Regions from separate parts of the Sus scrofa genome. Here region 2 is linked to region 1. A link is a contact called in public Hi-C data. All regions are on one chromosome and are shown on one strand. The core of a region is the stretch at or near the end of the contact, and the rest is flanking DNA. Distances in the headings are between cores, read along the strand shown.

Evidence for each region. Hi-C and Micro-C count contacts between places; a contact is called where the count stands out from the background.
Region 2: a Hi-C map of fetal liver shows a contact between it and region 1, with 1.8 times the contacts expected there. The contact joins the enhancer-like site here to the promoter of BRWD1 in region 1. A contact is called at or near these places in 3 of 47 Hi-C or Micro-C datasets (brain, epiblast stem cells and fetal liver) and 1 of 2 datasets of contacts at active chromatin or transcription factors (alveolar macrophages).

Annotation. Positions count from the first base shown.
Region 1 is chr13:202,893,128-202,897,952 of Sscrofa11.1, reverse strand. It overlaps BRWD1 (bromodomain and WD repeat-containing protein 1), which reads left to right and starts at 1,408. Exons shown (of 42, transcript XM_021070988.1): 1 at 1,408-1,598; 2 at 1,700-1,758; 3 at 1,898-1,927; 4 at 2,104-2,163. The coding sequence starts at 1,550.
Region 2 is chr13:202,846,097-202,851,639 of Sscrofa11.1, reverse strand. BRWD1 (bromodomain and WD repeat-containing protein 1) reads left to right here. Exons shown (of 42, transcript XM_021070988.1): 16 at 135-263; 17 at 454-679; 18 at 3,744-3,929. Among named protein-coding and RNA genes, the nearest start is that of BRWD1, 48 kb to the left of the region's middle. Within about 2 kb of position 3,844, at least 1 of the 83 cell types and tissues checked has an H3K27ac peak or open chromatin away from gene starts, as enhancers often do. A contact at or near this core is called in fetal liver, where this site is marked.

The DNA.
Region 1 (4,825 bases), core at 159-2,658:
GAATTGTTCCTTCATAAATATACAGAAAAACTTTGGCTATGTGGTGTAAATAATTAAAAACTGGCAGGTATATGGCGCTTATGTACCCTAAGAACACTTATTAACCCATTATGGTCCCCCTATGAAGTGGGCACACATACTATCTACAGCTTACAGGTGAGGAAAATAGAAGCTCAGAGGTTGTGACGTGCTCAAAGTCACACTTTCAGCGGGTAAAGGCCCAGGGTTAGTCCCAACCCAGAGTCTGATCTGAACCCAAATGTTTCATCTCTTGAAGCTCTGGAGGTTATCAGACTGCCTAGGAACTGGAATTACAACGTCTGCTCCATAGGGCCCGGTTTTGCTCCCTGCTGTGCTTTAGGGCTCAGAATAGGGCAAACCGGGTACGTTGGCCGAAGGAATGTGGTTAGATTAGAAGCCCGCCACGGGCATTAAGGGAATTTTGGGGGACCCTGGTCCACTGCTCCAACCTCAAGTCCTACGACTGTTTCCCAAGAGAATCCCACTTGCCCACGGCTCCCCGCGGGCGTCCCCCGAGAGGTGGCCGCTGCGTGTCTGCACTGCCCGCTTCCTCCCACCCTCCTCGCCCGGCTAGGTCGTCGCCGGCCCTGGGCTGCTCCCTCCTAGCCAGGTTTACATCCTCTGCGATGCACTGCGTTTTCTTTGACCCTTTCTCGGGGGCTGCGGGCTCCGGCAGGACTGCGGCTCTGTCCCACGGCTCTCCTTCCCCCGCATGCGGCAACCCGGCTCTGCCCTCCGAGCCAGAGAGTCAGCGTCCGCGGACCCCTGGCCTCCCCATCCCGCGGCGTTCCTCACTCCTCCTCCCCTCCCGGCGGAAAGCTTCTCGGCCCGGCGTTCTCATCTGGGTGGCACGATCTCGGTTTTAAGGGTGTTCCGTCCTCGAAGCGAACCATCTTTCCCGGGGGGCAGACACACTGGCCCCGGATGAGCGTCCGTGAGTGTCCCTTCCGAGAGCCCGAAGCGGGCGACCCCGCCGCACCCGCTGCGGGTCCTGGGCCCCTGACGTCCCGGATGGAGACGCTGGGTTCCGGCCGGGGGAGCGAGGACCTGTCCCCGTCCCTGCCCCCACCGCGGCCCCCGCCCGACCTCCGCCCCCGGCGCCCGCCCCGCCGCGCAGCCGGGCCGCCGCCTCACAATGGCCGGGAGCCGCTTCACCGCGCGCAGGGATCCCGGCCACGCGCGCGCCCCTCCCCCACCGGCCGCCCGAGCCGGGCCCGGCCCCCAGCGCACACAGTGTCCTCTCTGCGCCCCCCGAGGGAGAGGAGAGGGAGGCGAGGCTCGCCCTTCCTGGCGGGGTCGGACCGTCGTTCGTCCGGTGGCACGGGCGGCGCCCACAGAGGGACTACTTTCTCTCCCCTGGAGGCACTACTTCGCGGAGGCGTCGGCGCTGGCGGCGCGCACGGCATGGCGGCGGCGGCGGCGGCGGCAGCGGCGGCGCGCCTGAGGTAGAGGAACGCCGGCCCGGTCAGGCCTCGGCGCGGCCTACACGCTTCGCTCGCCCGCTCCCGCCCCGGCCCCGCGCCCGGCCATGGCGGAGCCCTCGCCCGCCCGACGCCCGGTGCCCCTCATCGAGTCGGGTAAGACGCGCCGCCCGCGCCCTCCCCGCGGCGCCCCCGCCCCGGCCCCCTCCCCGCCACCCTCCCGCCCGCGCCTGACCCGACTCCCCGTCTCCCCGCAGAGCTGTACTTCCTCATCGCCCGGTACCTATCGGCCGGCCCGTGTCGGAGAGCCGCCCAGGTGAGTGCGGGCCCGCGGGCGGCGGCGGCCGCGCCCCGGGGGTCCCGGCCCCGCCGCCGCCTGGGGTCTCGGGAGGAGGGCGCCGGGCGGACCGGGGTGCGGCCCCCGCCCCCCTAACTGCGCGTCTCGTCGGCTGCAGGTGCTGGTGCAGGAGCTGGAGCAGTACCAGGTCTGTGCTTCGCGGCCTCGCCCACGCCCGTCCCGCCGCGTCCCCTGCGTCCCCTCCCGGCCCTGCCTGGGGCCGCTCGTCCGGCTCCCCGCCCCGCGTCCCCGCCGCCCCCCACCCCGTTGCGCCCCGCCACCCCCCGCTCGGTGGTCACTCGTGTGCATCTTGGGTCTTTGCAGCTGCTGCCGAAGAGGTTGGATTGGGAGGGCAACGAGCACAACAGGAGCTACGAGGAATTGGTGAGACTTTTGACATTTCCATCCCGGTGTTTCCGAGCACCCGCCCCCCGCCCCCTTTTCGGGGCTCCCGCCGGAGGGGCGAAGTGACCGAGCCGCGCGCGGAGGGGGCGGCCAGGCGGCCGAGGCATCCCTGGGACAGCGGGACCGCCTCCCGTAGGCTTTGTTTTGCTTTGGGGAGGCCGGGTTTGTTTGGGTAGGAAACGGCCCTGGGGGGCGGCCGGGTGGAGGTGGGGGCGACCTGCGCCGCGGTTTGTGGCGGGGTGGGTCCCCAGGTGCGGCTGCCTATGGTGAGAGCCGGGGGCTCGCCAGCCATTCAGCGAGCTGCTCTCAGCCGTGTTTGTCCTGAACCCGACTTGTAACTCGACCTTTGATTGGTCTTCCTCCTTTTGCCCCGCCCAGATCTTCCAACCACTTGTTCCCTAGGAATAGAAGCGTTGGTGTTTGAAAGGTGGAGGAAGGTTCCTCTCTAGCTTTTGGTTTATTTTGTTTTTTTCTTTTTTCCTCCGCGGAGTAATAAAAACCCTGCTGCTTTGAGACTGTGCCACTCCTGCAATACTTTCGCCGTTCTAAACTGTGTTACACTTGTTGAATGCCTTGGGAAATTTTGATAAACTTTTATAATGCTCTTGCTGTGCATAACTTAATATAGGCTCTAACTATGTAGTTTCTCTTTCTGGAGCACCGTTAACGGAGATTGCAGTTCTCTTTTCATTGTACTTGCTCGTCTTTTTTAGTTACTCTCACTATATATGCTTTTGTTTTATTCACTCATTTGTCCTTGGTGGAATAAAACCTTTTTAGGAGAGTATTTTTTTCCAATTTGTGTATTAGAACAAGAAATTCCTTTAGTTGTCAGGCCATATTAAGCTTCCTGTATGAGTAAAATAACTGAAAAAAGAGCTCTTGAATGATCTTTTACTATGGTTCTAACACCTGTAAGTAGAAGTTGGTAGAATATGAACATCATTGTTAAACAAGAGAACAAAAATAGGATTTGTTCTCTGAGAACAGTTAAGTATTAGCACTTAAACTTGGGTCAATGTAACAAAAGAGTCTTTTCAATTGTCAGTTTTTTTTTTTTATAAGACAAAATTCTAACGAAAATTCATCACTGTAATTGCCAATTTTAATATTTGCTTTCCTAGAAGTTTTTTTTTTTTTTTTGAGGCAAACGCTTAAAAGTGAATATTTTCTTTTTTTTTTTTCTCTTTCTTTCTTCTTTTTTTTTTTTTTTTGTCTTTTTGCTATTTCTTGGGCCGCTCCCACAGCATATGGAGGTTCCCAGGCTAGGGGTCAGATCGGAGCTGTAGCCTCCGGCCTACGCCAGAGCCACAGCAACGTGGGATCCGAGCCGGGTCTGTGGCCTACACCACAGCTCATGGCAATGCCGGATCGTTAACCCACTGAGCAAGGCCAGGGACCGAACCCACAACCTCATGGTTCCTAGTCGGATTCGTTAACCACTGTGCCACGACGGGAACTCCAAAAGTGAATATTTTCAAGAAAGTTCTAAAAATTTTGCAGAGGAGTTCCCTTGGTGGCACAGTGGTTAACGAATCCTACTAGCAACCATGAGGTTGTAGGTTTGATCCCTGGCCTCCATCAGTGGGTTAAGGATCCGGTGTCGCCGTGAGCTGTGGTGTAGGTCGCAGAGGCGGCTCGGATCCCGTGTTGCTGTGGCTCTGGCGTAGGCTGGCGGCTACAGCTCCGATCTGACCCCTAGCCTGGGAACCTCCATATGCTGCGGAAGTGGTCCCAGAAAAAGGCAAAAAGACCAAAAAAAAAAAAAATGCACAGTTTTTACTGAAAGTTAAGGAAATGTTTAATTGCTCTCTTGTTTCTGTTGATAAGTGAAAATAGTGTTATCTGTGAAGCTGCAGAGCATTATTGAAATGACGTTGCAGTCATACTGGGGAGAAAGGTGCTTATGTTTTGAAGTAATAAGTATAACACTGTAATTAATGGCGAAGTTACTTTAAAAATAGGTTGATGTATTTTTTTGGCCTTTTCTTATATTGCTTAAAACTCTACTTAAAATTCTGCTTTAGGAGTTCCTGCTGTGGCTCAGCAGGTTAAGAACCCCACGTAGGGAAGTTTCTGCTGTGGCTCAGTGGTAACAACCCGACTAGTTCGATCCCTGGCCTTGCTCAGTGGGTTGTGGATCCAGCGTTGCCGTGAGCTGTGGTGTAGGTCACAGACTCGGCTCGGATTCCACGTTGCTGTGGCTGTTGTGTAGGCTGGTGGCTATAGCTCCGATTTGACCCCTCTCCTGGGAACTTCCACGTACTGCAGGTACGGCTGTAAACAAACAAAACTGAAGTTATCCAGAACCTCTGTGATGCTGCTGTGATGTGGCTATGACTTAAGTCATCTCATTGCCGAATGATTGTCTGGTGGATATCCTCCTCCTTTACCTCCCTCCCTCCTTTCCCAGCATTAAGTGCTAAAGGATGAGCTTCTGGTATAGAGAGTCATTCTTGTGTCAAGGGAATGTGAGTAGCTTCTAGTTCTCCAAGAAAGTCTCATTTTTTCTTTTTAGAAACATTTTATTATGAAGTGTTTCCAATGAGAATAATGTGATAAATCTCCACATACTATAAATAAGTTTATCAGTTTGCTACATTTATTTATTTTTTTTGGTTATGCTTATAGCATATGGAAG
Region 2 (5,543 bases), core at 2,595-5,094, 49 kb after region 1:
CTAAAATGAATATTCTAAAAATACTGAAATGTGTTTTAATTAAAATTTTGTTAAAAAACTTTGTTTCAAGAAGTTGATATAACAACAGCTCTTGGATAGAAATGGTCATAAATGTTTCGCCTTGTGTTTCCTAGATTGAAGGACAAGGACATGGAGCTGTATTTGACTGTAAGTTTTCACAGGATGGACAGCATTTTGCCTGTACAGATTCTCACGGTCACCTTCTGATATTTGGTTTTGGATGCAGCAAGCCATATGAAAAGGTCATTTCATATACTTTCTTATCGTATGTAAAATAAACAGTTATAAAGGATGTTTTGAAAATAGGTTAGGTGTATTGATTTGATATATATATTTTTTTTTTTTGGTCTTTCCAATTAAAACTAACTGGCTAATTTATTTTCTTTAACATGTATAAACCTCAAAATTTCAATCTGAACTTCCCTTTTCTAGATTCCCGATCAGATGTTCTTCCATACTGACTATCGACCACTGATTAGAGATTCTAATAATTATGTCTTAGATGAGCAAACTCAGCAAGCTCCTCACCTTATGCCTCCACCATTCTTAGTAGATGTGGATGGAAATCCTCATCCAACTAAGTATCAGAGATTAGTACCAGGCCGAGAAAATTCTTCAGATGAACATTTGGTGCCACAGCTAGGCTACGTGGCAACAAGTAAGTGCCAAGTCTTTTTTTTTTTTTTCCCCCAAATTTTTTATTTAAAATATGTAAGTAATAATACAAAGAACACCTGTACTTTCAGATTCACTCCTTAATATTTTGCAGTATTTTTAATTATTCTTTCTCTAGATACAGATGGTTGTTTTGAACCTTTTGAGACTTAAGTTCTGGGCCTTATGTCCATTTACCCCTAAATACATCAGTGTATAGTTTCTGAGAAAAAAGACGCTTTCTTATAATCCTAACATTATCAAAATTAGGACACTTAACGTAATGGTGTTTTTAAATCTGGTCTGTAATCAAATTTCATTACCCTAATAATGCCTGTTACAGGTTTGTTTCTTCTCTGATGGAAGCTTTTAAGTTAGGAGTGCATATTACAATTAGTTGTTGTTGATTAAGTTCAGATTATGCATTTTTGGAAGAACATAACATCGGTGATGTTGTAGCCTTCCTGGAGCATCGCACTAGGATGCTTGTGATTGTGTTTTTCCGGTTGTTGGTAGGGTTGGCTTTGAACACTTGGTGTCTGCCAGGTGTCTTCTCCACCGTGAAGGTTTTTTTTCCTCTTTGTAATTAATAAGTAATTTGTGGGAGTGTCTGATGTACATAACCTAGTCCTTGTCGAACTCTACCTCTGAGTTTTAGGATCCAATGAGAGTTTTTGCCTGAGTCACTTATCGCGAAGGTTGCAAAAAGGTTGTCTGATAACTCTGTTATTGTTGCATCTGCATTTTATCATTAGCTGGCCATCTGTTACTCTTGTCATTTATTTATACAGTTTACTAGTAAGTTTTAGTGGGAACTTACGGATGTTATGTGGTGGGTACTATCATGTTTAGTTCTTCCTGCCCTTGGGTTTGGTTATTAGGGTCTCCTCAGGCGGAGGTACGTATCCTTTCTCAAGTCCCCATCATTCCTTGAGTACTTCCTTCCTTTCCGGCCCAGGGTTTTCCAGTCCCATCTTGTACTTTGCTTGTTCTACGCAAGTAAAGCGGTTTGTTTGTTGTTTTTATTTTGTATTTGTTCATAGCAGTACGGTGTTTTTCCATAATATTACCAAGCAAAGAAGAAAGATGCTTCTGTTTGTTTTGATGAGGATTGATTTACGAAACTGAATCACCTTAAGGTTGAAGATTAATGTGAATTACTGTATGTTTACTCTTTCAAATGTTTATATTTTTAATTGATTTGAAGTATACCACAGACATAACAAAATTTACCATTTTTAAGTGTACAGTTCAGGTGAGTCGAGAAATTTTAAACCGTCGTGTAATCCTCACCACAGTCAACATAGGTAACTTTTCCAGTTCCAGTGCCCCCAAAAGTTCTCTTGGACCTTTTGGAATCTGTTCTCTCCCTTCTCTTGGCCCCATATAATGTGACTGTTATATTTTGTACTATATTTTGTTACCTTGATTTTTTCTTTTTAAGGAATTTTGTTTAAATGAAATCGTTTAATACATAGTCTTTTGTGTCTGGCTTCTTTAATTTAACATGGTGTTTTTGAGGTTCATTCCTGTTGTTGGAAGTATCAGTCGTTTATTCTTGCACCCACTGTGTGGATATACCATCAGTTATCCACTCACTAACAGCTGAAGAACATTGGGCTTTTTTCCATTTTGTGGCTGTTTTAAAGAGTGCTGAAATATCCAACTTCCCTGTGGATTTGTCTTATTTTTATCTTTGGTTCTATCCATTTTTACTAGATGATTTTAAAATTCTGTTACTATGTACATACAGATTTCAGATGAATTAACTCTTTCATCGTTATGAAATGCCCCCCTTTATCCTTGGGAGCATTTCTCTTTTTTTTGGCTTTTTAGGGCTGCACCTGCGGCATATAGAGGTTCCCAGACTAGGAAATGAATTGGAGGTACAGCTGTTGGCCTACACCACAGCCGTAGCATCGCCAGGTCTGAGCTGTGTCTTTGACCTACATCACAGCTCAAGGCAACGCCAGATCCTTAACCCACTGAGCAAGGCCAGGGATTGAACCTGCAACCTCATGGTTCCTAGTAGGATTTGTTTCTGCTGCACCATGACGGGAGCGTTTCTTGTTTTGAAAACTATTACTTTGTTTCATATTAATATAAATAATCCGGGAGCTCCCGTCGTGGCCCAGCGGTAATGAGCTCAAGTTCCCATAGTGCCTCAGCGATAAGGAGCCCAACTAGTATTGGTGAGGATGCAGGTTCAATCCCTGGCCTCACATAGTGGGTTAAGGATCCAGTGTTGCTGTGAGCTGTGGTGTAGGTTGCAGACGTGGCTTGGATCCCACGTTGCTGTGGCTGTGGTGTAGGCTAGGCTGGCAGCTGTAGCTCTGATTTGATTGACCCCTAGCCCAGGAATTTCCATATGCTACGGGTGCTCTCCTAGAAAAACAAAAAAGACGAGAAATGCCAGTGCTCTTCTGTATATCAGAAATCACACATTGCTCACTAGTCCGAGACCTTGGGAAATAAGACTTTAGTGAAATATTTGCATAAGTGAACGGTGTTAATGTGAAACAGAAAAAAAAACCTTTTTCTGAAATGTGTTTCCAGGAGTTCCTGTCGTGGTGCAGCCGAAACGAATCTGACTAGGAATTATGAGGTTGCGGGTTCGATCCCTGGCCTAGCTCAGTGGGTTAAGGATCTGGTGTTGCCATGAGCTGTGGTGTAGGTCACAGACGCAGCTCGGATCCTGCATTGCTGTGGCTGTGGTGTAGGCTGGCAGATGTAGCTCTGATTAGACCCCTAGACTGAGAACCTCCCTATGCCATAGGTGCGACCCTAAAAAGCAAAAAAAAAAAAAAAAAAAAAAAAAAAAAAAAGAAATGTGTTTGCATATGCTCACTTCTAAGGATTTGAGAAGCTTTGTTGAGGTTTTTGTGGTACATAGTAATCTAGTTTGTTTTGATTCTTTTCTCTGACTTAATTAGTTATGAATGTATAGAGTATCTTTAATTGTTTTTAAGAAAACAAGAATTCTAACAGTTAATGTGGTTTTAATTGTCGTCTTGAAAGTTTTTTTCTGTTCATACATACTATTTTATATTCCTTCATTGAATTTGCAGGTGATGGAGAGGTAATTGAACAAATTATAAGCCTGCAAACCAATGATAATGGTGAACGAAGCCCAGAGCCCAGTGTTCTGGATGGAATGATAAGACAGTTGCAGCAGCAGCAAGATCAGAGAATGGGAGCAGGTCAGGACGCTCTTCCAAGTGGACTTCCGAATGGGGAAGAAACCCCCCGAAGAGGTAATAAATATATGAGAGGGATTTTGCCTACATGTGCCTGGATTGAAACTGAAGAATAAATGAAGGCATTGTACGCATGTAGTATGACAGACTTTAAGCAGTGTACACTTACAAGTTAAGTAGGCTGGAAGTAGCTTTATTCGGTGTAAGGTTGATACCCTAACACATGGACATTTGAATTTCAAGTACTATGAAAGTCTGTTGAAAATTTTTCGCTCTGAAATAACATTATTTACAAAATTATATTAAAGAAACAAGAGTAAAGAGCAGAGTATTTCCTAATGAAAACTATAGTTCTAGGTTTCCTTTCCTTTATCATTTTTAAAACACCAAATTGAGTAGAGCACTAATATTTCCACTGAATTAGAAAGTTTGAAGTGAATTTTCTGGGAAAAATACTTGATAATGGGAATGTAGAATAATTATGTGAGAAATAATCTAGAAGAGATTGGTGATTGTTATGCAACTGAAATCTCACTCTGGGAAAGTTGAAACCCTATGGAAAATTAAAGAAACTTTGAGAGTCTATAAAATGCTATTAAGTTCTTATCTCTTTATCTCTCAGTGCTGTGTTCTAGACAGTTTCTTTATATCTGTCTGCCTTGTCACTCTTGATCTCTCATCCAATCTGCCACATAACTGGAGGCTTTAGATTTTTTTAACTCAATGATTTTTATTTTTTTCCATTATAGCTGGCTTAATGCGTTCTTTCAATTTTCTACGGTACAGCAAGGTGACCCAGTCACATATACATGTATACATTCCTTTTTCTCACACTATCATGCTCCATCATAAGTGACTAGATATAGTTCTCAGTGCTACAGCAGGATCTCATTGCTAATCCACTCCAAAGGCAATAGTTTGCATCTGTTAACCCCAAATTCCCCATCCATCCCACTCCCTCCCTCTCCCTCGGCAATCAGAAGTCTGTTCTCCATGTCCATGAGTTTCTTTTCTGTGGAAAGGTTCATTTGTGCCATATATTAGATTCCAGATATAAGTGATATCATTTTTGTCTTTCTCTTTCTGACTTACTTCACTTAATATGAGGGTCTCTAGCTCCATCCATGTTGCTGCAAATGGCATTATTTTGTTCTTTTTTATGGCTGAGTAGTAGTCCATTGTGTACATATACCACATCTTCTTAATCCATTCATCTGTTGGTGGACATTTAGGTTGTTTCCATGTCTTGGCTATTGTGAATAGTGCTGCACTGAACATATGGGTGCATATGTCTTTTTCAGGGAAAGTTTTGTCTGGATATATGCCCAAGAGTGGGATTGCTGGGTCAGATGGTAGTTCTATATTTAGTTTTCTGAGGTATTTCCATACTGTTCTCCATGGTGGTTGTACCAGTTTACATTCCCACCAACAGTGCAGGAAGGTTCCCTTTTCTCCACACCCGCTCCAGCATTTGTTGTCTGTGGACTTATTAATGATGGCCATTCTGACTGATGTGAGGTGGTATCTCATGGTCACTTTGATTTACATTTCTCTTAATAATCAGGGATGTTGAGCATTTTTTCATGTACTTGTTGGCCATCTGTATGTCTTCTTTGGAGAAATGTCTTTTCAGGTCTTTGGCCCATTTTTCCATTCGGTTGTTGGCTTTTT